Linked DNA regions of Mus musculus: regions 2, 3, 4, 5 and 6 are each linked to region 1. A link is a contact called in public Hi-C and HiChIP or PLAC-seq data. All regions are on one chromosome and are shown on one strand. Each heading gives the region's core, a stretch centred on a gene start, on an enhancer-like site or on the middle of the called end of the contact. The rest is flanking DNA. Distances are from core to core; before and after follow the strand shown. Region 1 overlaps Gm20098 (predicted gene, 20098). Region 2 has its middle 26 kb from the start of Gm41600. Region 3 has its middle 69 kb from the start of Gm19585. Region 4 has its middle 39 kb from the start of C330011F03Rik. Region 5 has its middle 34 kb from the start of Gm19585. Region 6 has its middle 56 kb from the start of Gm41600.

Region 1 (4,047 bases), core at 858-3,357:
TAGTCCTATCCAATTAGTTGCCAAAACCTGCCACCTAAGACTGTACTCATGGTTTCTATGGAGATATTATTTACATGTAATGCAGTGTATGAATCGCAAATGTACCTTCACTGAGTGTTGAGCAATAGACTCCCTCAGTAACTCACAAACTTGTCAGGGTAAAGAACACTTCCAAGTGCTTATCCAGTCAGTGTTCCTCATTGCAGTCAGCATAGGGCTGCTGTAACAGAATCCACAAGTCGTGTGACAAAGATACCTACTCCTCACGATTCTTGAGTCTGATAAGTCCAAGATCCAAGTGGCAGCAGACATAGTGATCCAAATGCTCACCTTCGTACTGTGTCCTCACAGTGGGAGGAGGAGGGCAGATCTCTGAAATAAAGGGCACTGACCTCAAAGAGGAGATCTCTGTCCTCTTGACTATTCTCTAGTGGCTGGTCTCCATCAAGTGTTGTCACAGGGAATTGAGATGACAGCATATGAGTGGGGGCCACCAGCTGAATGTGAAGACCACTGCAGATGCCTGCAGTTTGCTTCATCGTGGGTAAGTTTCTGTCAACTCTAGAAGCTGGTACAAAAGAAAACATGTAGAAGACTCCCTTGTGGAAAGTCTTTTTAACCCTGTACTTTGAGGGTAGTTCTCCAGCGCAGGTTAGATTCCACTATACAGGTAACCGAATGTGTGTCCACTTTCTATTCATGGGCATCCCAGCCCATGACGAGGATGCTATAGACATGTACAAGTTTTCTTAATAGATGTTTTCATTCCTTCTGGATAAGATCTAAAAGTATAAATACCAAAGACTTGGGTGAGGCGCATGCATACCAGAATAAATCTCATCATGCTTTCTCATTTCATATTTTCACTCACAATATGTTATAACTCTATCATTCTAGCAAGTATATATTAATAACACATTGGTTTTAATTTGTATTTTTTTTTGATATATGTAAACGTAGACATTGGAGAAAACACAGGAGTGTATCTCAGTAACTTTACAACAAGGCTCAGAAAGCATTAGATATCAAAAACACAAAACAAACAAAAAGAAACCAGGTACGGTGGTACACATTTTTAACCTTAGCACTCAGGCATCAGGGGCAGGCAGGTATCTGTGACTTTGACGTCAGCCTGCTCTATCCAGTGAGAGTTACATAGTAAGACCCTGTGTCAACAAAGGAAAAAGAAGAGAAAACAAAAGGCAGAGTATGAGGAGGTGACTTAGTGGGTAAAAGAGAAGGCAGGCCAGCATGAGGAACTGAGTTCAGACCTCTAAAGCCTACCTAAGAGGAAGACTCAGTTGTGTGCCTGTTCATCCATCAGGAAACAGGAATCAGAGACTGGAGGAATTCTAGATGTTCACAGGCCAGCCAGTCAAAGAGCAGAACCATCACTGAGGTTGTCCTCTGACCTCCACATGCACACTCACACACACACACACACACACACACACACACACACACACACACACACAGAGGCTATATGAAAAAATGTCTATAATTAAACAATCAAATCCAATGGGGAAAGCCTGAACAAAATGTTTACACAGGCCCTTCACCAATGAACACAGTGGCCACGAAGCACATGGCAAATCTGTGTGACCCTCCTTCCTTCCCCCCGTAGGAGAAATCATCTTTTATTTTTACTACTGTTTTTACACACATAGTTTCCCACCCGAACTCTACACAACTTGGAAGCAGAGAGTATGTTGAAGGCATCTTTGGTTACCTCACTTGAGACATTCTCAAGTAGTTTCAAATGGTTGACCCAATGAAATAAAAACATGTATGGTAAGACCTGAATAAGGCCATTAATATTATAAATAAATAAAACAGTAACAAGAACATTTCCTACAGATGATGGGGGGAAAAATGCCAAGAAATAAAAGCCTTAAGAGGGAGAAAGAGGAGTCCTCAAGGTTGGGTGAAATTACTGTCAAGATATGATATAAAATACAAGAGGAAACAGGGTTTATAAAACAAAATAACAAAGATACTGTTAAAGAAAGCTTCCAAAAATAAGACATATGCTCTCTTCATGGGCAACCTATCTCTGTGTGGGTAATTTTGCGTCTCTGAAAGCCCAGGGGAAAACTATCAGACCAAAACAGGAAGCTGTGCATGTGCTACAGAGCGGAAGTCACTATAGCATGAGTCTCTGTGTACCCTGATGTGCATCCTTCCTTCCAGAAAGCTCAGATTCCTTGTCAGAAATGACACCCAGAAAGCACAGATGGCATCATGCCTGCCTCACTACGTGTTTTGGGTACCCATGACATCATCTTGGAATTCCCAGCATACCACCATCTGAGCCTCACAAGGCATGTAGCCTCTGAAAAGAAAAGTTGTTCTGCAAGGCTCCTGTGAAACCTGCTCATGGTTCATGAGCCACAGTTTAGTGTAACTATAACGAATTTTCTAGAACTAGAGTCTTACTCCAGGCATCTTCACAATTACTTGAAAATAGGAATGCCTATTTGGTTTTCAAAAGATGAGCTCAAGCTAGTTCTGTCCCTCTGGAAGAGACCTGAACATGTCCCAGGTCATCTCATTTCTGTCCCAATCTCCAAACTATTTTGTGAAAGTCACTTGATTCTTGGGTCAAAGCAAGGTTTTCTTTTCCTTCTTTTCTTTCTTTCCTTCTTTCTTTGTTCCTTTCTTCCTTTCTTTCTCTCTCTCTTCTCTTTCTTTCTTTCTTTCTTTCTTTCTCTCTTTCTCTCTTTCTCTCTCTTTCTCTCTCTCTCTCTCTTTCTTTCTTTCTTTCTTTCTTTCTTTCTCTCTTTCTTTCTAATATTTTTTGGAGGGTGAGAACTTTGAGACAGGGTCTCACTATTTACCCCTGACTGTCCTGGAACTCACTGTGTAGATCAGGCTGGCCTCAAACTCACAGAGATCCACCTACCTCTGCCTGCTGAGTGCTGGGATTAATAAGGCATACCATCACCACCTGGCTAAAAAATCACATATTCCAGGCTGGCCTTGAACTCCTGATCCTATTGCATTCAGCAAATCCTACCACCCTGCACCACCACAGCTGAAAACTTTTTTTAATTAAAACATTTTTCATATGATATATTTTGATGGTGTTTCCCCCTCCCTCAATTTCTCCCCTCCCAACTTTGCATTCCTTATCTCTTTCTCCTTTTAAAATAAGCAAACAAAACCAAAAGAAATTCACATGTACAAAAAAAATCCTCACAAAATAGAAATTAAAATAAGCAAACAAAAGACTGATAAGACAAAAAAAAAAGTCCAAGTAAAGCAAAATGAGACAAAAATACCACTGTGTTCCTCGAGTATTGGTGATCTATTGCTGGGCATTCTTTCTTAATAAAGACACAGAAATCATGGCTTTGAACCAGGAAAATTCTGACCAGAATAAGCAAGTTTCTTGACTGTCTTTTTAAGATCTTCAGGGGAAGAGAACACAATCTTTCTGAATATATCACATATGGGGACCAAAGAAGTGAAGCAGAGTGTTAGTGGCCATTCACACTGGGGTTCCTGCAGGTCCAGAGAATAAAAACACAGTTTAGACACACAGCAAAGAGATAAAGGACTTAGAAGAGCCTTTAAAAACGACAGTTTCATACAGGAAATCTATGTGGTGAAAAGGAAAACTGATTCCATAAGTTGTCCTCTGACTTCCACGAGTATGCATATACTCTGGTATGTATGCAATATATAAATCACTAACTATGAAAAACATGATACTCTAGAGACTATGCTGCACTTATAGGCAAAATGTATATCTGTGTGAATTTATATGTGAGTATATGTATGCCAGTGTGTGTGAATAAGTGAGTGTGTGAGTATATGTGTGTGAATGTGTATGTTTGAGTGTGTGTGTGTGTGTGTGTGTGTGTGTGTAAATTTGTATGTGAGTGTTGTGTGTCAATGTGTGTATAAATGAGTATGTGAGTGTCTGTGTGTGAATGTGTATGTTTGGGCGTGTGTGTATAAGACTTTGTGTGTGTGTGTGTGTGTGTGTGTGTGTGTGTGTGTGTGTGTGTATGTTTTCATGGAGCTATCAATGACTAGTGGTCA
Region 2 (4,071 bases), core at 366-2,865, 370 kb before region 1:
ATCACACCTACTATGTACTGCAGTTATGATTCTTCCTCCTTTATTAAAAAAAAAAAGTATGTCACTTGTCCTAACTACAAGCCTTTGACCTAATGACTCTGACAAGAGAGCTGCAACATCATTTCGTCAAAGGAGCTAGTCAGACAATATATTCTGGCCACAGTTTCCCCTCCCCCAACGTCTCTCAGATCCTTCCAATTTCCCCACCCATCCAACTCAATGCCCTTCCTTTCTCTCACTCTTTAAAAAAGCAGAAAGTAAAATAAAAACCAAACTAGAATAGTAAAAATGGAAAAAACAACACACAAGAAACACACACAACAAAAGATATAGAAACACAAAACTGGAAGCCATAACATTTAAAAAAAAAAAAAAGATTAGTGAGACTTGTCCAAATCAAAAAATATGAGACAAAAAAAAACCAAAACAAACAATCAAACAAAAACAACAACAACAACAAAAACCCTCTACCATTGAGTTTCTTTTGTGTTGCTCATCAGATGCTGGACATAGCACCCACTCTTAAGTGTGGTTAATATCTACAGTGAGACTCTATTGGAAAAAAAGTAAGTTTTCCTTTGCAAATAGACGTCAGTGGAATATCTCCTTGGTTATGAATGGGAGTCAGTATCCCCTTCCCTACTCAGCAGTGGGACTCCATCTGGCTGAAACCTGTGCAGACCGTGTGCATGCTGCCACAATCTCTGTGTTTTCATATTTATGTGTGTGTCATACACATATGACAATTCTATTGTGTCTGGAAGACACGCTTTCCTTTGAGTGAGTTTTACCATATTATTGGCACTTATTCAACAGGAATGTATGCAGCCAACATGAAAAGGCAAGAGGAAATCACAAAGGAAGAGAAAGAAGAGGAAATGAATCAATAATACATAAGACCTCAGCCCAGCTGGCCATGTTTCTCAGTTGATTCATGACCACCACCCTCCATTTGGTTTGATAGGCATGGCACTAGTGATGGAAACAGTATGGGGATATCCTTGAATTGGAACTGCCATTGTTTTCAGTACATTAAGATTAACAAATCCAATGAGTACAGTTGGTCATCAGACTAGACAATAAATGTCTTTATCCACTGAGCCATCTCACCAGCCCAACTACCAGCTTTTACTAGAAAGAAAAAGTTGCATTCTTTCCTTTGCTTGTCCACATTAGAGTGTGTGCATTATCCTGAACACTGGTGGGAGAGGGCTTCATTTTAAAGAGGTGCCCACTGTGGTTTAGGCCTACTGTCCCCAGCTATAACAACCAGGAGATGGTCACCCTCTGTAAAAGACTCTGACGAAACTGATCTCATCATAAAGGCACATGGTTTGGTTCCTTTTTATTTTTTAATTTTTTTTCACATACCTTCAGGTATGCAGTTGAAAAAAAAAAAAAAAACCAAAACAAATCCTCCTCTGAGCTGCTTCTCTCCCAACCCAAAACAAAGCACATTCCCACACCGCAACACCTGCACATTTTTAAGTATATCAACCAAAAGGGGTTGGTCCATTAATCAACTGACATTGACAAAAGTGTTAACATTCTTCACATGCTAGCTGAAGAACACCATGGTCATAGATCGCTATCTCCCTCTTCCTCTCATCGCTGGAGGCACCAAAGGAAACAAGCCCCTTCCACTGCTATCTGTACAGCGCAGCTTTGTGCCTTAACAACCATGATCCATGATTGTGCTTCTTGGAAGCACAATTAAAAACAAAAAGTTTAGACAAGTTTGGGTCTGCTGCTATAAATATCACCAGACAGCCAAACTGAGCTACTGAGAACTTTTATTAAACAGATATATTCCCAAATATATGGAGAGGTTGAAATGGTCAAGAAACGAATAATAATTTAAAAAAAAAATCAGCACCTGCATGTGTTAGGATTTACAGCCCATCCTTTAGGGACTGGGACCAGTGTGGTTTAAATCTGAAATACCCATTTTAAATGCCCATCCTACCATATCAAGATGCAGTGGAATCTCCAGGAGTGGTGTCTTGCTGGTGAAGTAAGTCACTAGGGATAGAACACAAGTTCCAGTCCTCATCTGTGTGGTTCCTAGTTCACCTCAGTGTGAACAGTGTAATTACACATATCAGTGCCAGGATGTTTTACTAACGGACATGGAGCCAACTCACTACACATGGAAACTTTCAGGAATCCGGGGGCCAGAATTGAGCCAAAATAAATGATTCCTCTTTTGAGTTATTTTTGTCAGATGTTTTGCTCACAGTGATATGAAAGTGGCTAACACAAAGGAAAAAAAAAAAAAAAAACCAAGCTTACTTGAGTATCTCTGTACTCTAGGCTTGAAGTAACCAATCCTGTCTCAGAATCAGAGCTCAGCACAAGATTGGGTCACAAAAAGGAAGAAGCCCAAGCTAAGCACACAAGACACTCCATGAGAGCTCAGGAATGAGGCCCCTTTCCTTGTGGGAGTCACACAGTCAACAGTTTGGGACACAGTTCTGTCTTCTCTTCTCAGCCCCATTCCTGTAACTAGCCCCAATCAAACTCAATGGTTTGGTGAGCTACATTTGAGTGCCATTGTTTCTACAGTCTGTCCCTGGTGGAGTACCTAGTACCGAGAACCTGAAAAAGTTCAAGTAACAAAGGGAACTTTTATATAGAAACCCATAGAGACTGAAGTTAAACAGTAACTTTTCTTGAAATAGTCATTGCTTAACATAAAGTCTGGCCAACAGTAGTTGTTTAACACTTTGGATGAGTCAAACTGTTGATGGATACAAGTTAAAGGGGATTTCAGGAATGAGTTTATATTTTTAGGAAATATGATGGACCTACCTATACAATTGAAAACAATGCACAGGACATCTAAACTCATTGAGACAAATCAAAGAATCCCAATAGCTTCGATGTTTTCTCCAAACTGTTTTTTTTATATTTTTATTAGGTATTTTCCTCATTTACATTTCCAATGCTATCCCAAAAGTCCTCCATACCCTCCCCCCCACTACCCTATCCCCCCACTACCCTACCTCCCCCACTCCCCCTTTTTGGCCCTGGCATTCCCCTGTACTGGGGCATATAAAGTTTGCAAGTCCAATAGGCCTCTCTTTCCAGTGATGGCCGACTAGGCCATCTTTTGATACATATGCAGCTAGAGTCAAGAGCTCCGGGGTACTGGTTAGTTCATAATGTTGTTCCACCTAGAGGGTTGCAGATCCCATTAGTTCCTTGGGTATTTTCTGTAGCTTCTCCATTGGGGGCCCTGTGATCCATCCAATAGCTGACTGTGAGCATCCTCTTCTGTGTCCAAACTGTTTTTTAAATAAGATTATGAAAGAAATCGTCAAGAACATATGTCTTGCATGATGCTTCTTCCCATGGTTCTTAAACTCAGGTTTCTCGCCCTCCCACTGGGTTATCTGACCCTGGTACACTGCTAGCTTTTCACTGTTTTTATTTATTTACCCTAAAGACTCTTACTGTAGGTGAGATTGGTTTTTGAGACTAAGAAATAAATCATAAATACATGAAGGTCAAGTCCTTTCTCCTCTGGAAGGGTTCAACAATAAGTGGAAAGACAAATATCATAGGAGAGTGGTATGGAAGTGCTGTGTGCTCAGCAATACTCAAAGGATGAAGCAAATCCTGGAAACATCAGAGCAGCCTTCTGAGAAATCACACCAGAGATGGATGTTCAATAGTTATTTTTGTGGCCCACTCATGCAGGTAGATCCTGTATGCATAGCAATAAGGAGGCAGAATCAGGAAGATTAGGAGGTCAACACAAGCTTTTTGGCAAGACAGCTTCCAGTAAACTAAAAAAAAGAAAGAAAAAAGAATAATGACAATGTAGAGATTGGGATAGAGAATCTTAAGACTTCCTCAAGAACACACCACAAGATTTATCCAATAGATGACTGGCACTATCCCCTACATATACAATTACATAAAATTATTTTTCCTATACATATAAACCTATGAGAGAGTTTAATTTATACGTTAAGTACACTAATGCATTAACAACTGCTATAATAAACAAAATAAGGCAGTTATATCAATTTATAATAGCAAAAGTTCTGCAAACATCTCTCTCTC
Region 3 (4,231 bases), core at 1,361-3,860, 310 kb before region 1:
GTCCATAAATTAATTCAATGAGAACTTAGAAGTGCTAAATAGCTCAAATATTATCTAATGCAAAGATGTGACTCGCAGTCTTCCATCACCTAGGATGAGCTCTTGGGACAGCAAGGCACTTCATCCTCTGTTATCAAGAGAAAAGTAAAGATGAAGGATTTATTTTTGTCTAGGACTCAAGACAGCATCTCGCCTAAGAACCCTTATAGCAGAAAACATTAGCAATGAGCATCTGAGGACATTGCCTGCTTCTTTGGGCTCATTTGGTTTCTTTTGTGGTACAGATAAGTCACCCAGGCCAATCACTCACCCCTTTAGTGGTTGGCCTTGCACCTAATGATGCTGGCCACATTGCGCTCCAGCAGCAGATGAAGTCAGAAACTAGAAGGAAGAGACCTGGTCCTGGCTCCTATGTAATGGATTAAGCACAAGCAAAATGCCAACAGTAATTAAAAATATATCTTGTCCATTAGCTCAGTGGTTGAAGAGTTCACAGCCTTTGTGGTTGTATCCTTTGAAGGTTTGACTTGGGCTGTGGTAAACTCTAAACGCTTGTCAGCGCTCGCTATGGCTATGAATAGAAAACATACCATAGACTCAGTTGGGTTTTATGTCGCTGTTTTGGTGTGTTTTCCCATGGCACTTGATGGTCCTGATGACATTCCATCATTCCAGCACAGTAAAAGCTGTTCAGCTGTTTTTAACAGTAACTTTTTTTTTTAAATAAAATGAGACAAATCTTTCCGACTATGTGCTTGGTGCTGTGCTATACAGCAAAACATTGAAAAATTCTGAAAATATTCCTTTGAAAGAATGGAGAGATGGTTTGGCAGGTAAAAGGACTTGATGACCTAAGGAGCTAAGTTCAAACCCCAAAACATACATGATGGAAGGCAAGAAACAAGCCCTAAAAGTTGTCCTCTAACTTCCAAAGGTAACCTATGATACACATATATACATACATACATACATACATACATACATACATACATACATAAATATGTACATACATCAGATATGTGGGGAAAAATCAATAAACACTCCTTTGACTGGCTACCTGCTACCTTTTATGATAAGAAAATGATTAAATCTTCTTAGTCTGCTGGTATGTCTCTATCTACTAAAATTAGTTTCTTCAAAAGATAATGATTTAGAAGCCAATGTAAGGCTCTTCTATAATGGAAACTACCAGTAAAAGTGGGGGACAAAATATCTGTGCACTGAACGAAAGTTCTCAGTCCATTTTTCCCACCCTGAACCCCCAGTGAAGCATGCTGCCTTTGTCCATCTGAGGGCAGACACTGGGTATGTGGCAGCTATGGTGTTCTTCTCAAAACCACCATCTCCACTAGCCCTGCCAGATTCTGCCTCTGAGATCAAATAAACCTGGGAAGACTTATCGCTTGTCCCACTTGGAATGCCTGTATCACCTGGCATCTGTAGCAACACTCCAAACGCTGCAAATATTCCAACTTTCTCCTTCAAAATAACTTTTCCCAACTCGATTAAGTCATGTTGAGCCCAACCCTAGTGCCATGAAGTGTACCACGGCAGCCACTCTGGGCTCATATGAGGTAGAAGATGTCTAGTTCAAGTTGAAGTGTGCCTTAAGCATCAGATGGCTCACCAGATTTCAAAGATTCAGTGGGAAAACTTACATGACATACTCCAGACATTTTACATTGACTGTTCAAATCATAATGTGATAGATACATTAGGGCAAGTAAATTGTTAAAGTGGATTTTGCACCTTTCTTGATGTTTTACATTGATTGTTTAACATTCAAAATTCCATGTGTAGAGCAGGAGAGATGTCTCACAGTTAAGAGCACTGGCTATTTTTATAGAGTCTTAGGTTCCATTCCTAGCACCCACCCGATGGCCCAAAACCATCTGTAATTTCCAATTCAGAATATCTAACCCCTCTTTCTGGGCTCTTCAGGCACACACACACACACACACACACACACACACACACATGCACACATGAGAGAGAGAGGGAGAGGGGGGGAGAGAGAACACTATACACTATGCATGCAGGCAAGATATGTATACATGTAAAATGATTTTTTAAAAATTAAAATCTCGTATGTACTTTCCTTTGGGATTCTGCTGGACACTACTGCTCCAGAAAATCAGACCAGGAACCTGGGAGAGGTGAGCTAAATGGCTGAATGTGTTCCTTGCATTTCCTCATTATCTTCTTTGTCCAAGTCACTACTTTCCAACATCCACTCTGCCATGCCCAAATGCATGCCAGAATCCCATTTCTTGTGGATCTAAAAATATTAAAATATTCATGTGGGTGGCTCCATTACCAGCCCCTAATACCTGCAGTGTCCGAGGAGCCTCAAGCAAATCATGGATCAGAACCAGTGTAGAACATGGGGATATGTTCTTCTAGAGCAGCAGTTCTCAACCTCCTTCAATACAGTTCCACATGCTGTGGTGGCCTTCAACCATAAAACTACTTTGTTGCTACTTCATAACTGTAATTTTGTTACTGTTATGACTTATAATGTAAATAGCAGATACATGACCCTGAGAACCACTGCTCTAGAGACTGGGAAAGCAGCAAGTGTTTCCTGCCTGCCCTCTTTCTTACTGAACTTGCTCAACTGTAGCTGCTGCTTTCACCCTCCAATGACTGCTAACTGTCTTCATGGTCCTTTCCAGGAAGTGCTGAACCCTCCATGTGAACCCCAGACCCCAGCACCAGCTTGGAAGTACAGAGGTGCCCAGCTTCATGGAAGCAACTCTCAGGTCTTCAGTCTCTCCAGTGTGCTGATAGTCATTGCTGGACTACCAGCCCCTAGAGTTGTAAGCCAATCTAAAAGAGTCTCTTATAGTACCTGAACATTCTTTCAGTCCGTTCCTCTAGAGAACCCTGCCTCGTATAATGGTTTGCCAATCCTAAATCATTAACTTGTAGTTCTTTAAGGTTGTAGGTTGTCACAGGTTTCTCCAAGCTAAAATCAAAGCACTGTCAGGGCTGTGTTCCTTTCTTTGGACTCTGTGAAGGCTCTGTTCTTACGTGCCTCTCTTGTAGCCTCTTTCCCTGTTACCCTAGTCAGTGGTGAGACAAGTCTCTCACTTTGACTGCCTTCCCCTTCTGCTCTCAAAGCATTTTGATTGCTTTGGATCCCACACATGACACGGGATAGCCCTATCTCTGAGGTCTTTCTCTTCCTCACATTTGCTTAGTCACCTTGCCACAAGTTCTCAAGCTTGGCACATGGGTATCTTTGAGGAGGTAAGGTGGGGAAATTCTGCCTCTTATAGATGCATAATGTTATTTAATCAACCTTAAATAAGCCCATGTTTTCATTTCTTCAGTATCTTCATAGGAGGGATATCTGTGACAGAATATTTGATCCCTGAATACCTGACAGGCAAAACCATCACCTTGAACTCTGAGGTCAGGAAGATTTTTATGAGCATCACAAGATGAAACATTGGTTGTAGAATGGTGTTTCTGGAGCTCTAATAATAGTAACTTCTGCTCCAGATGATTCAGGGAAATGTGTCTTGTGTATGTCTCTGTTTTTAAACAGGGATTTCTATTCATTCCCAGTAGAGTTATTAATCAGGGCACCATTAGCTAGCTGAGAAACTTTGGAGCAGAGTTGCAATAATAGTCTCAGAAATCAAATAGGTGAAAATTTATATCTGGGCTACCTTGCTGGCCTTTTCAACAGTTTTACCTTTTTATGGCATGATGATTAGTTTTAACTGTCAACTTTACACAAACTAAAGTCACCTAAGATGGGAGTCTCGAGGAAGGCTTATATAGATTAGGTTGGCCATTCGACATGTCAGGACGGGAGCAGAGCTTGATTACATAATTAAGGTGGAAAGAGCATCCCTCTGTGAGTGATGCCATTCACCTGCTGAGATCTAGGACTGTGTAATAGTGAAGAAAGCAAGATGAACATAAGCATGTGTGCATTCATTTTCGCTCCACTCTAGCCTAGGGATGTGACCAGCCACTTCAAGTTCACACTGCCTTGATTTCCTCTCATGATGGATATTAACAGAGGAGTTGTTTCTCCTCTGATGTTTTGTCAGAGGTTTTACTCACGATAACAGGTGACCAACAAAGACAAATGTCTATTTTCATGCTACCTCTTTCAAGCACCTCTCTTTCAACATCTGTCATTCTTGGCTCTGTTGGCATCTCAGGGCACATACTTCTTTGTTTTTTTGTTTGTTTGTTTGTTTGTTTTTTCCAC
Region 4 (4,549 bases), core at 1,844-4,343, 500 kb after region 1:
CGAGCTTTAAATGAAATCATGATGACTTGAGAGATTGCTATTATTTTCTTTTAGTGTTTAGGACTGCTTGGAGTAATAGCCTTTTCTATACCCTCAGGCTATTTGAGGACAGCCCTGTCCTCGGCTTGGAGGAGCTCATTCAGAAAGATGCACGAACCTACAGATGAACGCACAGCTAACCAGCTGCCCAGTTCAACCATAACTTCACAGCATTGTCATCCAGCTCAAGGCCCCATGCAGGGTTTTTCATTGTCTACCCCACTCCTGTAGCAATTCCAGAAGTTTCACATAAACCTACCCTACACCTGCATAATTTAATAATTATTATATCAATATTTAATTACCCTCCACCTGCATAATTTAAATCAATTTTTTTTTTTACTTGTTTTCGCCATTTGGAGCTCAGGGTGTATGAAGCAGGTGTGTTAGTGTTGAATATGGCGTTTCCTGGAAGAATCCCTCTATGGTATTCACAGGGCCTCACTGCCTGCAGACAGAAAGGACGTATTGCATTGTGTACCTAGCTCAGTTAGCCTTGGTCTGTGGGAGGACCTTTTCAGCGCTTACTGGTCTGTGCTGGTCTATAGCTAGCTGGAGAAAGCAGACTGTTCAAATTATTTTACTTTTCCATAAGCTTCCTTCAGTGTATCTTTAGGCACTCTTGAAACACCATTTTCTCTACCAGTGTCCTAAAATTAGTATTATTAGTATTTCTAGGGAAAGTTCACTATGAGCAAGTTTCATCTTATTGAAAGAATAATAATAGCATATGGCATGATATACTAAGTGTATTATATAGACTAACTCATGAGGAAAAAACTCTATGAAAATTTAATATCATCCTCATTTTATAGAGGAGAAAACCACGCCAAGAGAGGGTAGGCTTCTTGCCCTAGGTTACCTGGAGTTGCTGGGAATCAAACCCAAACAACATTGGTATAATGGTCTTAACCACAAGGCCTGCTGCCTCAAAAAGACTCCACTTCCATCTTTTTAACCTCCAGGCCTTTAACTGGAAGTTGTGCCATCCTTCTGAGCATCAGAAGGAGTTCTTCCCCGAGGTTCTATTAACCACTCACTCACTACAGGACCAGGTGTTTCCTGGTCCACTCTCTGGGCATCTTCAGTTTAAAATCTCCCTGGCCTTACCAAGGAACCTGAATGATTAACAGGCTTCAAGATCAGGTTCTTACCAGAACTGGAACCACCTAGCAATTAGCTTGGTACCACTGACCAAAACTCAAAACTTTCTGAATTATATCTGTCAATACCTAGTCCCCATTGTTGTTGTTGTTGTTTGAAACCTCTTTCCTAAACAGATTTAGTCTGATACAAATAATATCCCCAAATATTCTACTCTGCTTTACCAAGCCGCGACACTCAGAAGGAATCTTGACCTTGACCTTGACCCATCCTGAGGAGGTCTCCCAGCAAGAGCCTTGTGATGCTGTTAGCGGATGCCTGTGGTTCAGACTTGCAGGCTTTGAGGTGGGGGAGAAGAAAAGAAACCCAGAGGAGGGCAGCAGGACACAGAGAGAGAGAGAGAGAGAGAGAGAGAGAGAGAGAGAGAGAGAGAGACAGAGAGAGAGAGAGACAGAGACAGACAGAGACAGAGAGAGAGAGACAGAGACAGAGACAGAGAGAGAGACAGAGACAGAGAGAGAGACAGAGACAGACACACACACACACACAGAGAGAGAGAGAGAGAGAGACAGCAAGGAAGACAGAACACTCACACAACGGCCCTCTACCTGTACCTCACGATGCCAGCCAGAGGCCCTACATGTGTCCTTGCCAGGAGAAACAACTTGGTATTTTTGGGAAATGCTGATTCTAGGGATTAATTTCTAAATGTTTGGAACAAGATGGGGAGTGCTCTTAAAAAAATACAAGTTGAAATGAAATACAGCTCATTTATTAGCATCTGAAACAAGAATGCATATTGCCCACACACTAAGTACCTTTAAAGTTATGTATCAAATGAACAACAAAAGTCTAATGTATTTTACTTTCTTGACAAAAGCAAGAAAAAACGAGAAATCCCTACTTTCACAATCTGCAAGCGATACCATGTGAGCCGATTACCAAGGCGTTCCAGAGTTTTAAGGGGTACAGGTAGGTACTTAAGCTCTATTAGCTTCCTGATAAATCCATTTCTAACTAGACCTCAGAGAGATGCTGGGATATCGGAAGCATATAAATGCAGCTTGGTAGTTAGCACTGGACACCACCACACAGTTAAAAGTGGCCTGTATATGTATTTTTAAACCTCTTTTTGTCTTGAAGAATGGAAGCTTTCCCTTTTCTTTGTCTAGAAAGGTCTTCAATCAGAGAAATCCTCTTTCCTTCGCCTGTCTCCAGTCAGATCCTAAGGCCAGCCTCACTCATCACTCCCTAATCCTCAGGCAGCACCCTTTCGTGCCTGTACTGGGATCGGTTCTCTTCCTGAGACCCTGCACAGACTTGTTTCCCTGCTTGCAGTTAGAGAAGGGGCCAGAAACTCATGCCCCACGTTTCACTCCCCAACTCTACAAGGCACAGTCAAACCCCTAGGACAAATTGCTGAGTGCTCCAAGTCTCAATTTCCCAGTCGTCCCATGGGTTGGCTCAATGGACATCTTCTCAGCCACACCCTAAAGCCCTAATAGCTGACAGGAGATGAGAGATGAGTGGAGCCATGCTTATGAAAAGCTTGGCACTCTTTAGTGGAGACACACTGTTTAATTACAAGAAAATGTATTCATGGGTCAAAGAGTCCCCCCACCACCCCACCACCCCACCGCACCTCCATTTTTAGTGAAAAATCCTGGAAGTGCTACAAACTGAAGCTTGTGTGTACATTTTGCACCTGTGGCAGGAGAAATGTTTATCTAAAGAGGACACACTGAAGTGTGGTTAGAACAAGAGAAGAAATGAAAAGAAAGGGAGATCGCTATCAGTCTTGCTGACACTTAAAGTGAAAGGGAAACGGAAGGGAGAGGGGGAGGGGAATAGGAGGGGGAGGGGCAGTGTCATGGAGAGAAAACAGGAAACAGGCATCAAGGTTTAAACTTAGACAACAGCATGAGCCACACACCATTATGGCCCAGCCTCATCCTGTCTTTCTGTTATCTAGGCTGAGTATACTCTGCTTCACACAGATGAGAGATCAGAGCTTCCAAGAGTACAGCTTCACTCATGGGCAACACCAGAGCTAGTTTACAGCAGCGATAGGAACACAGCCCCGTTTCTGCGACCCTTGGAGAGGTTCCTCCCACCGTGCGTTTGGAACACTGACTGTGTGTTCCAAACCAGGCTGGTACAAAAGTCTACTCATGACTAAGTTTATCGATTTCAAGTACACAGATTGCTGGTGTTATTGGAATTTTCAAGTGTGAGATCTTCAAGGTCATCTTTAAGAAAAATTATAATTCCTTCTATACTAGTTGGGTTCTTCATAATACACTTTAGTTGTTTATTGACCTGCAGAGCACTGTGGTATGGGTCAGATATCTTTGCCTTCTAGGAGCTTATAGTCTTCCTTGAGGGAGGAGAACTTAAATTATCAAAGCTTGAGAGATAGGCCCAGATGAGGACATGGTGATGGTGATAAGGTGTTCAAGGATTTGCTAAAAGAGGTTGGAAGGGATCACTAGAAGGTTGGGGTGGGTTAGCTCCCACCAGCTCCCACTAGTGAGTTCAGAGAGGAAAATAAACATGTGTGACCAGCATTCAGAGCTCTGTACAGGGCACACCATGGATGGGATTTATGGGCATTGAGACAGTGAGTTCACCCGTCTTGTTGGTGCAGAAAATGGGATACATGGCTAAGAAGAAAAGTCCAGACTGGGGAAGGCAGAATGGAATAGAGACTTTATCCTTGAGCTATAAGAAGTCATTGTGACTTTGTCCAGGGTGCAATCAATGTCAGAATCAATGTAGTATGGTGTTCTATCAAGAGGAAAAGCAGTTTAAAGACCTTCTCAGATTGGCAGTGACCCTAAAGAGGTTAAACATGGCTGTCTAATTCATTGTGTCACCAGTGAGCTTTTATCAGTACAAATGGGGAAAAGTAAGTGGCCTCTGATGCTCCCCAAAGACCAAGTATAAAAGCATCCTCCCGATTAGGAGTCATTGAAAAGTAGGATGACGTCCAGTTCTAGAGACCCATCTTGTCCAACCCCTTCCCCCAGACAAAATGTGTGTCCAAAGGAGAATTATCAGACAGAAATCAAAAACAATGTGTGGAAGATGGAGGGCGGAAGTCAGAATTAGCACTACTCAAAAGCTGGCCCAGCCAACAGCCACCATGCTCCCCCCAACACCATCTGCTGCCTCCTCAGTAGAGCTGAGAGGAAATCCACAGGCACATGTGGCTGCTTGTTCCAGCCTGGTTAACAGTTCACCAGGGACAGCCCAAGTCCTTGCGCAACCACAACTGTCACTTGCAAAGAGGAAGAAGAGCACCTGGGGGCTCTGGCCTTAAAATAAGACCCCTGAACCCTCAGATAAACCCACCCGTGTCCAACTTGTCACTTCATAAATTTTTATTACTCTTAACGTTGGACTT
Region 5 (4,410 bases), core at 1,189-3,688, 280 kb before region 1:
GCCTCTGCCTCCCGAGTGCTGAGATTAAAGGTGTGTGCCACCACGCCGAGCCTCATGTGTTCTTTAAACTTGCCCTAGTCAGAGTTGGTTCTAGTACCTGATACAAAGTTCTTATCAAAAGTACAAATGACATCCATGTGTCAAATCCAATGCCCACATCTCTTCCTTTGCCTACCTGATCAACTAGCCCTTGTACATCTGCCCTTGCTATGCAGTCAGCACTGACTGATCTCAACCTTGAGACTTTCCTGCCTCAGCCTTCCATTTGCTAGAAGTGTAGGTATTCATCACGCTACCCAGCTCTCTCTTCAAACGTACATTTCCTTTATGTTCTCCCTGCTTTTCCTTGTCTCACTAATCATATGCTTTATGTCTCCTTTGATAGATTTTCCTTATGCTTCAACTTCTCTCTCTCTGACCTTGGAAAGCTGCAGTGTCCCTCACTTTGGTCCTGGCACTCACGTGTTTCCTTAAGGTTTCATTTGGAGAGTCTGACAACAAGTTCTGGGCCATTCATGTTATCTATAACTAGATTCGTGACACCCACAGCACTTTGCAGCACTTCATTGACTGGAAAAGCTATCTTGACTTTTAGGTGGAAAATGGAGCCTTGGGCAAACTACTGCCCACTTACAAAAGCCTACCACTCTTCTGCAGTGGAGAGCAGTCAGCTCAGAACTCACAACTGCTCCTTACAGAGAGGAAGCATATATGAAGTCCTCGGCTACAAATTGGACATCAATATCACACTTCTCCAGCAAGGCTCAGGCACAGTTTTCAAAGAGAAATAAGAAATATCCTAAGAGCCAGGGTTTTTTTGGAGAAAACTAGATCAAAACAGTGTCTTCTGGACATGATAAGACCATTGTACTCATGAGCTCACAGAAGCTGTGGTCACCTCAGCAAGATCTGCACAAGATCAAGCTAGGCAGCATCCCAAGATAGGGGTAGGTCAGAGGATATGAGTCCCCAGCCTCTGCTGTGGAGATATTAACAGGTGATAGTTGCTAGGAGTCAAGAGTCAATTTTCTTCTAGGCTATAGATGCTGGTCAGTCAATACCACATTCCAGTGGGTGGTCCCATATCTGTGCAAATACAGGCAGCATGAACTGTATTCTGAGGCTTATGACAAATAATAACAGCAAAAAACAGAAGAATGAAGTTAGGGGGAGGAGAGTGGTCAGGGGTAGGGCTGATTAAAATATATTATGTGCATGCATAAATCTTTGAAAGAATTAATCAAAATACTATATTTAAATTTAAAATTAATTCTGCCCCTCCCAGCTCTCTCTACCCAAGTGTTTGCTAAGGTGCCACATCCTGTACATGGACTTGGTTTTTCTCCTTCTTTCTACCATGCATGTAATCAACAAGCAAATGTACACCATGTTTTCAAATATCTACAATCACATCTTAGTGCTTTTACTGTTACTAATCCAGTCCAGTTTTCTCTCACCTTGGTCATCTCCCAACTCACCTACATCTCTGTGTTTGTCTCATGTGCTATCTTCCCAGTTCAGCAATTAGAATGGCACAGAATGAGTCTAAACTGTCCACCTTCTTCTCTAAAGCCTCTGATGGAAGCATTTATTACTTAGGACTGAGCACATTTAGCTTATGGAGATCCTCCTCTATCTCTGTCTCATTTCCTGTCTTTCAGCCTCTCTCTGTCTCTGTCTCTGTCTCTGTCTCTCTTTCTCCCTCTCCCTCTCCCTCCCTCTCTCTCTCTCTCTCTCTCTCTCTCTGTCTCTCTGTCTTTCTACTCTCTGCTCTGATGTCTTCACTTCATAGCTGATAATGGTACCACTTTGGTTTCTAATTTTAACTGTCACCATTTGGTGAGAACCTTTTCTGCTTTGTAAGCCATTTATTATGCAATGCCTTCTTTGTAAACTAAAATACTCACAACAAAAACCTTTTTCAAATTCTTTTGATATATAATTACCAAGTACAGTTAATGAGATAATACAAACAAATTGTAGATAATTCTTTCCTCTTCCAAATATCTTGTGGAATCACCTTACTTGGCGTTATACTTTTCTTTCTTCGTGTCTCTTGGTGGCTGGTTGACTAGAGGAAGCAATATCCTTTGCGGTAACCCTGCAGATTATTTTCAAACACAGGCTTTTAAAAACAATTTTAATCTAATCAAAATGTAGTGATAGCCTGGAATTAAAATATGCAAGGAGAGGGTTTCCTAATGCTTTATTTCAGTGGGATGTGAAGTTAGAATTGTTAAGAAATGCAGAATGCTAATTAAGCAGAGTTTGCAAGCTGGGGATGAGAGGAAATAACCTGATGTGAACTCGACATCAACTTTCCTCATTAAAAGTTCACAGAAGCCAATGACCAGATGGCACAGGCTGTAAGGTCATGACCGTGAGGAGTCCTAAGGGGTTGCTCCCTTTAGTCATTCCATCAACCAGCAGGGGGAGACACAGAATGCTTCTTGCTACTCCAGAAACAACTCCCTGAACATGGGGACTTCATCAGGACTCTGTCCCTAACAGGTAGAACAAGTTGGTCCAGGCTGACTAAGCACTGCCCTCTAAATGCTTTTGGTTTCCTGGTTAGAGTTGAGTTTGCATTCAAGTGACTCCTTCGAAGGAAGAACTTGAGTGTATTTGATGGTTTACTTATACTAAATTATAGCATATATAGGTTCATACAAATTTACGTATCACATTCACATAAATACACTTAGTCTATGGTTGTAAAATATTTGTGGCTATGATTGGAATCCATCCAATTAAAAATTTGATTTTTTTCTATCTACTAATATTCACATGTAATTAGTCATAGCCCAAGAGTCAACTCTGTGGGAGATGACAAACAGAAATTTTTATAGGCCTGGAAGCAAAGTGTATTGAATATTTTAAATGTCTATGGTAATAAGGTAACCAGAGGATCTAAGCTTTGTGTTCAATCCCTCAAGAACCAGATAACTTTGCTTTCGTTTACTCAGCCATTCAATTTTGCACTTGCCCAAGATCTCTACCCCATGGCAGCTCCTCAACTAAGTAATAGAAACAATGGAATATCATGATATCTTGTATGTTGGCAAATGGATATTTAACAATGAGGCAGTCTCCTCCAAAAAGCACAACAAATATGAATGAGGTGATAATGTCCCTCAGATGGAGGAATAATTAACTTTGTCTGAAGTAGGCTTGTAGAGAGGGATAATGCCCAAGTGTGGCTTTAAGGACTAACCAAAAAGACTGAGAGACAAGATTGTAAAACAGATCATGAGAACAATATAACTGAGTGAGTCTCCTACATTTGAATTTCAAAAAGGAATCACATATGAGAGAGGCAAGGGGTGTGTGGATTGGGCATAGTAGAGACTAGCAGCCCAAGAATGGAGCAGACTCAGAATAAATCAAGAAAACTTGGCTCTAGTCAAGCAAGCAGCTGTTCAAAGTCAGATCGTTTTTCAGACTCCTCAGTGGGCACACCTGCTGAGAGATGCATCCTAAAGAAAACTGAAGGACCATGGGAACAAATCTAAACCCTAAACATCACAATGGGCATAACATATGGCCTCTTCCTTCAGGAAGGTTACCTCCAACATACTCACAGAAGAGGTTGAGCTGTGAAGTACTAGGTGGCATGGATTCTCAAAAAGTAAATGGTGCATTTAAGGACAATTTCAACTTTAAATTTATTTTTCCTACTCAACAATAATATTTCCTTCCCCAGGCTTTAATTCTAAATATTAAATATTGCACCATGGAAAGCCCTCCAAAAGACTTTCTTGACAAGCAATCTCTGAGACTTTCACATAGCTACAAAGGCAAAATAACTCCAAACAAATCCCTGGTTTCCTTTCCTCATTTGATTTCCTTGAGTAATGATTTTATTTAATGTTACAAACATTTCAGTAAGTCTTTGAGAATTCCATACAATATATTTTGATCATATCCATGACCTACTCTTCCACCAACTCATTCCAAATTGACCCACCTCACTATCTCACCTCCAACTGTGTGTGCATGTGCGTGTGCGTGTGAGTGTGTGTGTGTGTGTGTGTGTGTGTGTGTGTGTGTGTGTGTGTTTGCTTAAATAGCCCTTCAAGTCCAATTTGTATCCCTCATATATTCCTAGTTGTGGGGTCATTCACTGGAGCATGGTTGACCTGCTAGGGACTATCATCCTTAATGAAAACTGAATTTCTCTTCCCAAGACACAATCAACTGTTCATAGCTCTTCAGTTATGGATAGACTATACTGGAGGTTGACAGGATTGATCTTACATAGATCTTGTACAGGCAATTACAAGTTGTGACTTCATAAATGCAGTGGTCTTTTCATATCAAGAATACACTGTTTGGCTTTGGTAGTCTCTGAACTCTGCCTCCCACAATCTTTTCTTCTCCTCTTCTGTGATGCTTCTTAAGCCTTGTGGG
Region 6 (4,241 bases), core at 3-2,502, 350 kb before region 1:
CTCAGACCCACACTGGATAAGTCACAACTGCCTGTAACTCCTGCTTCGGGAGATCTGATGGCTTTCACTGGAATATGGGCACCTCCATTCACACTCGTGCATGAACTCATGCATGCTAACAGCAAGTAAAACATTAAACCACTGAGAAGTAAGCATGGAACACGATAGCAGAAGTTCTGAGTGTCTCAGCAACCCTCTCAGACAGGCCATAGAAAATGATCTTTTAAAATAACCCCCAAGTTAATCAGCAAGACAAAGGGGTAAGGTATGACCAGGGGCCTTATTACACACAACAGTGCCAAGGCTGACAATCATTGGGTAATAGCAGACAACTAGGATATGATGCAAGCCATCAAGTAAGAAGCCTAGCAGAGAAATCAGAAAGAGATGATGATGCAGGAGAGCCTAGGTTGAAGCGCTGTCATCTCTGCAGGTGGCAGAATGATAAGGATTGGGGTGACCTTGTAAGAAACAATTCTTAGGCTACATTCTGTGGCTGGGAGAGACCTCATAGATTCCATTCCTCTGTTGCTTAACAACAGAACTAAAGGTCAGGCAAACACAATCGTAATGTTGAGATCAGGAGAACCAGGAGCTAGAATGTCTATGCTATCTATAATGTCTACTTTTCACTGAAAAGATGAATACAAAAAAAAAATCTAGCAAGTGTCACATATGTGTGTATGTATCTTCTTTTCACACACACACAGATGCACACACATATATACATACATACATACACATATACATACATAAGAAGTTAAATCAAATGGTTTGTGTGTTACATTTAATATATGAAAATACCAAAGTAGCCATGATAACCATACTCAAAGAACTAAAGGAAACTACGCTAAGAGAACAAAGGACAGATTTGTCTGATTATACTTTAATGAAATGTCAACATATAAATGTCAACCCATAAAGAAATAGAAATAATTTCCCAATAGAAAATGGTAGAATGTAGTGGTAATAGTTAAAATAATCGTAAAAGTAATCTTAGTAAAGAGTCACACAGCAGCTCCGTTGTAGAGCAGAGTTGGCAGCAAAAGACATTAGAGTGCCTCAAATCAGATCAACAGAATGGCTCAATCGGAGGAACACAGAGGATGAAGAGCCTAAAAAAATGGGTATCTCCTATGGGAATTATGATCACTATAGCATATACTAACACAGCAGGTGCTACTAGGATAGGAGAGAGTAAAAATGAAACTAAAACTTAAAAGACTGAAACTGCCCAAAATCCATTTAAAAAAGAGTTCATCTGCACACTCACAAAGTTAAAGAAGCCACAAACAGACACAACAAAGGGCTTCACATCTATGCACACCATATGTAAACCTATGAAGACAAAAATAAGTGTTATGCCCAGTTGGTGAGATCTCTGTGAGATCACCAGAGACCACAACTCTAATTGATGCAAGCATACAAGAGTCTTTTTATTTGAGTTTGGACTCAGGCCACAACCCTCCTTGTGCAACAGGGTTGGAATGCAATGCTCAGGTCTAGGAACTTAGGACTTATATAGGGAAAAATGCACACGCTAGGGCTTTCAAGCCTTGGAGTTACATGACTGGGTAAAGGGGTAAAGGAACCTTAACCTTCAAACTGATAACGTTTGTTCAGACAAAAAGGAGAGACCATACATCTGGAAAAGGGCATCTTTGACCTGGGAAGGAATAACTCATCCTATTATTGGGACCAGTCCTTTCCGGTTGTTGCAAGCTAACCACAGCTGTTATGTCTATTTTTGATTGCTGGAAATACTTGGTCATCTCTTTCCTAGTGCTCAAGGGTGGGGCCCTTATCGCTCCAAGGACATTAATTTTTTGCTTCCTCCAGGGACAGGAGACAGCAGTCTTTCAAAAGGTTAGCAGCTTAAAATACAGTTTCAAGGAAAGGATGGACTCTCTCCTGCTGTGGCTTTTTGTCTTTACATAAGAAGACTCCCTTGAACAGAGCTGGAGAAAAAGAGTGGGTGAAATTTAAACCCAAAGATGGACAGTTGACCTTCCATCTGAATCAGTGGATGCCAAAAAAATAATTGAAACTGTTGATCATTAAGACCAACACTACAAAATGGCCTTTCAAACACACCTATGAACATGGCTACCTTCTATGATAAACAAACCCTGAAAGAAAAAAAAAATTCTATCTAGCCCATTTTACATGAAATACTAAAGAGTGCATGACTTTAGGATCCTAGCACTTGAAAAGCAGAGGCAGGAAGACCATTAGTTTAAAGAAGTCTCACATATATAATAAATTCCAGGGAAGCTTGAGAGATGCAATAAGACCTTCTCTCAAGAAAAACCTGATAAGTGAGTTCAATCCCCAGGACCGACATGTTAGAAAAAAAAATCTTTTTCCTCTGATATCTTTATGCACACCACTGCAGGCAGACCCACATATTTTCACCCATAGACACACTCACACACAAACACACACATATATACACAAACCAAACAAATAAATAAAAAAAGTATTAAAGCAATGAGTAAAAGGAAAGAAACCCAAAAGCTCTAAAGGATAAAGACCAGTGACCTCACTCCTAACTCACACACATTTCACAAATGAAGAGCATCAGTAGAGATGAGTACACACCGTCAGTCAGGAGCTGCAGACAAAAATGAACTGACAAGGAGAGCTAAATGAGAAGCTTTATGTAACATTTTTCATATATAGACTCGCTCTCCTTTCTTCTTCTAAGCTTTCTAAAAACATAATTATAAAAATGCATTGGCTTGCAGTGTCTGGTGATATAGTATTCACAGCAATGAGCACAGGAATGAGAAGAGGAATGGAGCTGTACAGGAATAAAATTCCTGCATTTCACCGAAACCATGTCAGTAGAAATCTAAATCGACCCAAATAATGAAACAGAACTAAAACCCAGAAACAAACCCTCCTATGCAAACCTCCTATGCAACCTCCTATGCAACCCTCCTATGCAACCTCCTATGCAACCCTCCTATGCAACCCTCCTCTGTAACTCTCCTAAGTAGTCATTGTGGGCAAGGCTTGTATGCAGTCTTCCTAGGCAATCCTTCGTAGCCCTCCTAGGCAAAGCCTCCTGGGGAGTCTTACTTCATAGCCTCTGTTTGTGTATTAGTTTCCACCAAGACTATTATCTTCTACCTCACTTAGACAACAAGATATTTAAAAACAGGATGATAATAGGGAAGTGAACTGTGATGGGGAGGTGAACCATTCCAGCCTTCAAGAGAGCTCCTTAAACTCAGGAAGTAAACAACTCAAACTGGCTTCAGGAAGTCCTTAAAACTGACAGTGTTTACTAGGCCCTCTCTGCTTCCCAAGACTATACAAAACCTGCTGAGAAACACTCCCAGACAAGATGAGCTGCCCAGATGAGGCTCAAGACAGCAGAGGACCAGCCTGAAAAGGCAGAGACCACCAGAACTGCCTGGAATAAAAAAAGACCAGGGGATCTGTCTGGAAGAGACTCGGACCAACTGAGCCACATATTAAGGACACATTCCAACCTGCTAAGCTGTCTGCAGGTTGTGTAGTCCAATACAACTTTCCAGCTTTCATGAGCTGCCACTCATGCTGGGGTGAGCTTTCAGTAAAACAGCTGTCTGTAAATCTCTGTGTTTCTATAAGTAACCCTTCACCCATATTTCTGTTATGTCCGGCCCCTAGACCTTAGCAAAACTGACGCTATGATGGAAGTATTAGTCAAACCTTGAAACTCAGCATGTAGACAGCAACACCTGCCAAACCAAGAGCAAAGGCATAATTTATCAAAGTGTATGGTTCTGAGAATGTCCCTAAATGTACTAACCTTGCCTTTTGGTCTCTAGAATTCCACTTCTGGCTAGCTTTTCTTGCTAACTGAGGTGTTTCAGCCCAGGATATGGTTGCGGTACTTAAAAAACTCACCCTAAGAAAGACTTGGGACTGCATTTGGATAGTTACTGACTGGCTAATAAAGATTTTCTATTGGCTTGAACCCAAGTCTAAATAGTGTTTGCTCATGGATACTCCACAAATCTGTAAGTAACACTGATAAAATTCTTTGGTTCACCTAGTTGGACATAGTTGGTATCCATACTTTGGTGTGTTGTTGGTTCCCTATCTGAAGTGGGTAGATATTTGTTCATATTTCCCCATGAATAATCATACATAACAACTTTCTATGTGACACTTCTATGAATGCCCATTAGTTTCTGATGGAACAATGACAGCTCAATGTATCAATAAATCCTCTATGCAGCCCCCCT

Evidence for each region. A called contact is a pair of places that touch in the nucleus more often than the background predicts. HiChIP or PLAC-seq counts read pairs in DNA pulled down with a chosen protein or histone mark.
Region 2: an H3K27ac HiChIP or PLAC-seq map of double positive thymocytes shows a contact between it and region 1, with 4 times the contacts expected there. The contact joins two enhancer-like sites. A contact is called at or near these places in 1 of 484 Hi-C or Micro-C datasets (DN3 thymocytes) and 1 of 115 datasets of contacts at active chromatin or transcription factors (double positive thymocytes).
Region 3: a contact with region 1 is called in a Hi-C map of double positive thymocytes, with 3 times the contacts expected there. The contact joins two enhancer-like sites.
Region 4: a contact with region 1 is called in a Hi-C map of pre-B cells, with 2.2 times the contacts expected there. The contact joins two enhancer-like sites. A contact is called at or near these places in 2 of 484 Hi-C or Micro-C datasets (the C10 cell line and pre-B cells) and 2 of 115 datasets of contacts at active chromatin or transcription factors (large pre-B cells and memory CD8 T cells).
Region 5: a Hi-C map of CD8 T cells shows a contact between it and region 1, with 3 times the contacts expected there. The contact joins two enhancer-like sites. A contact is called at or near these places in 1 of 39 promoter capture datasets (the C10 cell line), 1 of 15 datasets of contacts at CTCF or cohesin (pro-B cells), 16 of 484 Hi-C or Micro-C datasets (B cells, the C10 cell line, CD4 T cells and 8 more) and 1 of 115 datasets of contacts at active chromatin or transcription factors (double positive thymocytes).
Region 6: an H3K27ac HiChIP or PLAC-seq map of double positive thymocytes shows a contact between it and region 1, with 4 times the contacts expected there. The contact joins two enhancer-like sites.

The regions. Positions count from the first base shown.
Region 1 is chr17:51,902,226-51,906,272 of GRCm38.p6, reverse strand. It overlaps Gm20098 (predicted gene, 20098), which reads right to left. Exons shown (of 3, transcript NR_045095.1): 2 at 393-782. Among named protein-coding and RNA genes, the nearest start is that of Gm20098, 22 kb to the right of the region's middle. Within about 2 kb of position 2,107, at least 50 of the 459 cell types and tissues checked have an H3K27ac peak or open chromatin away from gene starts, as enhancers often do. A contact at or near this core is called in B cells, CD8 T cells, double positive thymocytes and 3 more, where this site is marked.
Region 2 is chr17:52,276,200-52,280,270 of GRCm38.p6, reverse strand. No RefSeq gene overlaps it. Among named protein-coding and RNA genes, the nearest start is that of Gm41600, 26 kb to the left of the region's middle. Within about 2 kb of position 1,615, at least 14 of the 459 cell types and tissues checked have an H3K27ac peak or open chromatin away from gene starts, as enhancers often do. A contact at or near this core is called in double positive thymocytes, where this site is marked.
Region 3 is chr17:52,216,035-52,220,265 of GRCm38.p6, reverse strand. No RefSeq gene overlaps it. Among named protein-coding and RNA genes, the nearest start is that of Gm19585, 69 kb to the right of the region's middle. Within about 2 kb of position 2,610, at least 9 of the 459 cell types and tissues checked have an H3K27ac peak or open chromatin away from gene starts, as enhancers often do. A contact at or near this core is called in double positive thymocytes, where this site is marked.
Region 4 is chr17:51,407,040-51,411,588 of GRCm38.p6, reverse strand. No RefSeq gene overlaps it. Among named protein-coding and RNA genes, the nearest start is that of C330011F03Rik, 39 kb to the left of the region's middle. Within about 2 kb of position 3,093, at least 90 of the 459 cell types and tissues checked have an H3K27ac peak or open chromatin away from gene starts, as enhancers often do. A contact at or near this core is called in memory CD8 T cells and pre-B cells, where this site is marked.
Region 5 is chr17:52,180,954-52,185,363 of GRCm38.p6, reverse strand. No RefSeq gene overlaps it. Among named protein-coding and RNA genes, the nearest start is that of Gm19585, 34 kb to the right of the region's middle. Within about 2 kb of position 2,438, at least 20 of the 459 cell types and tissues checked have an H3K27ac peak or open chromatin away from gene starts, as enhancers often do. A contact at or near this core is called in B cells, CD8 T cells, double positive thymocytes and 1 more, where this site is marked.
Region 6 is chr17:52,246,397-52,250,637 of GRCm38.p6, reverse strand. No RefSeq gene overlaps it. Among named protein-coding and RNA genes, the nearest start is that of Gm41600, 56 kb to the left of the region's middle. Within about 2 kb of position 1,252, at least 13 of the 459 cell types and tissues checked have an H3K27ac peak or open chromatin away from gene starts, as enhancers often do. A contact at or near this core is called in double positive thymocytes, where this site is marked.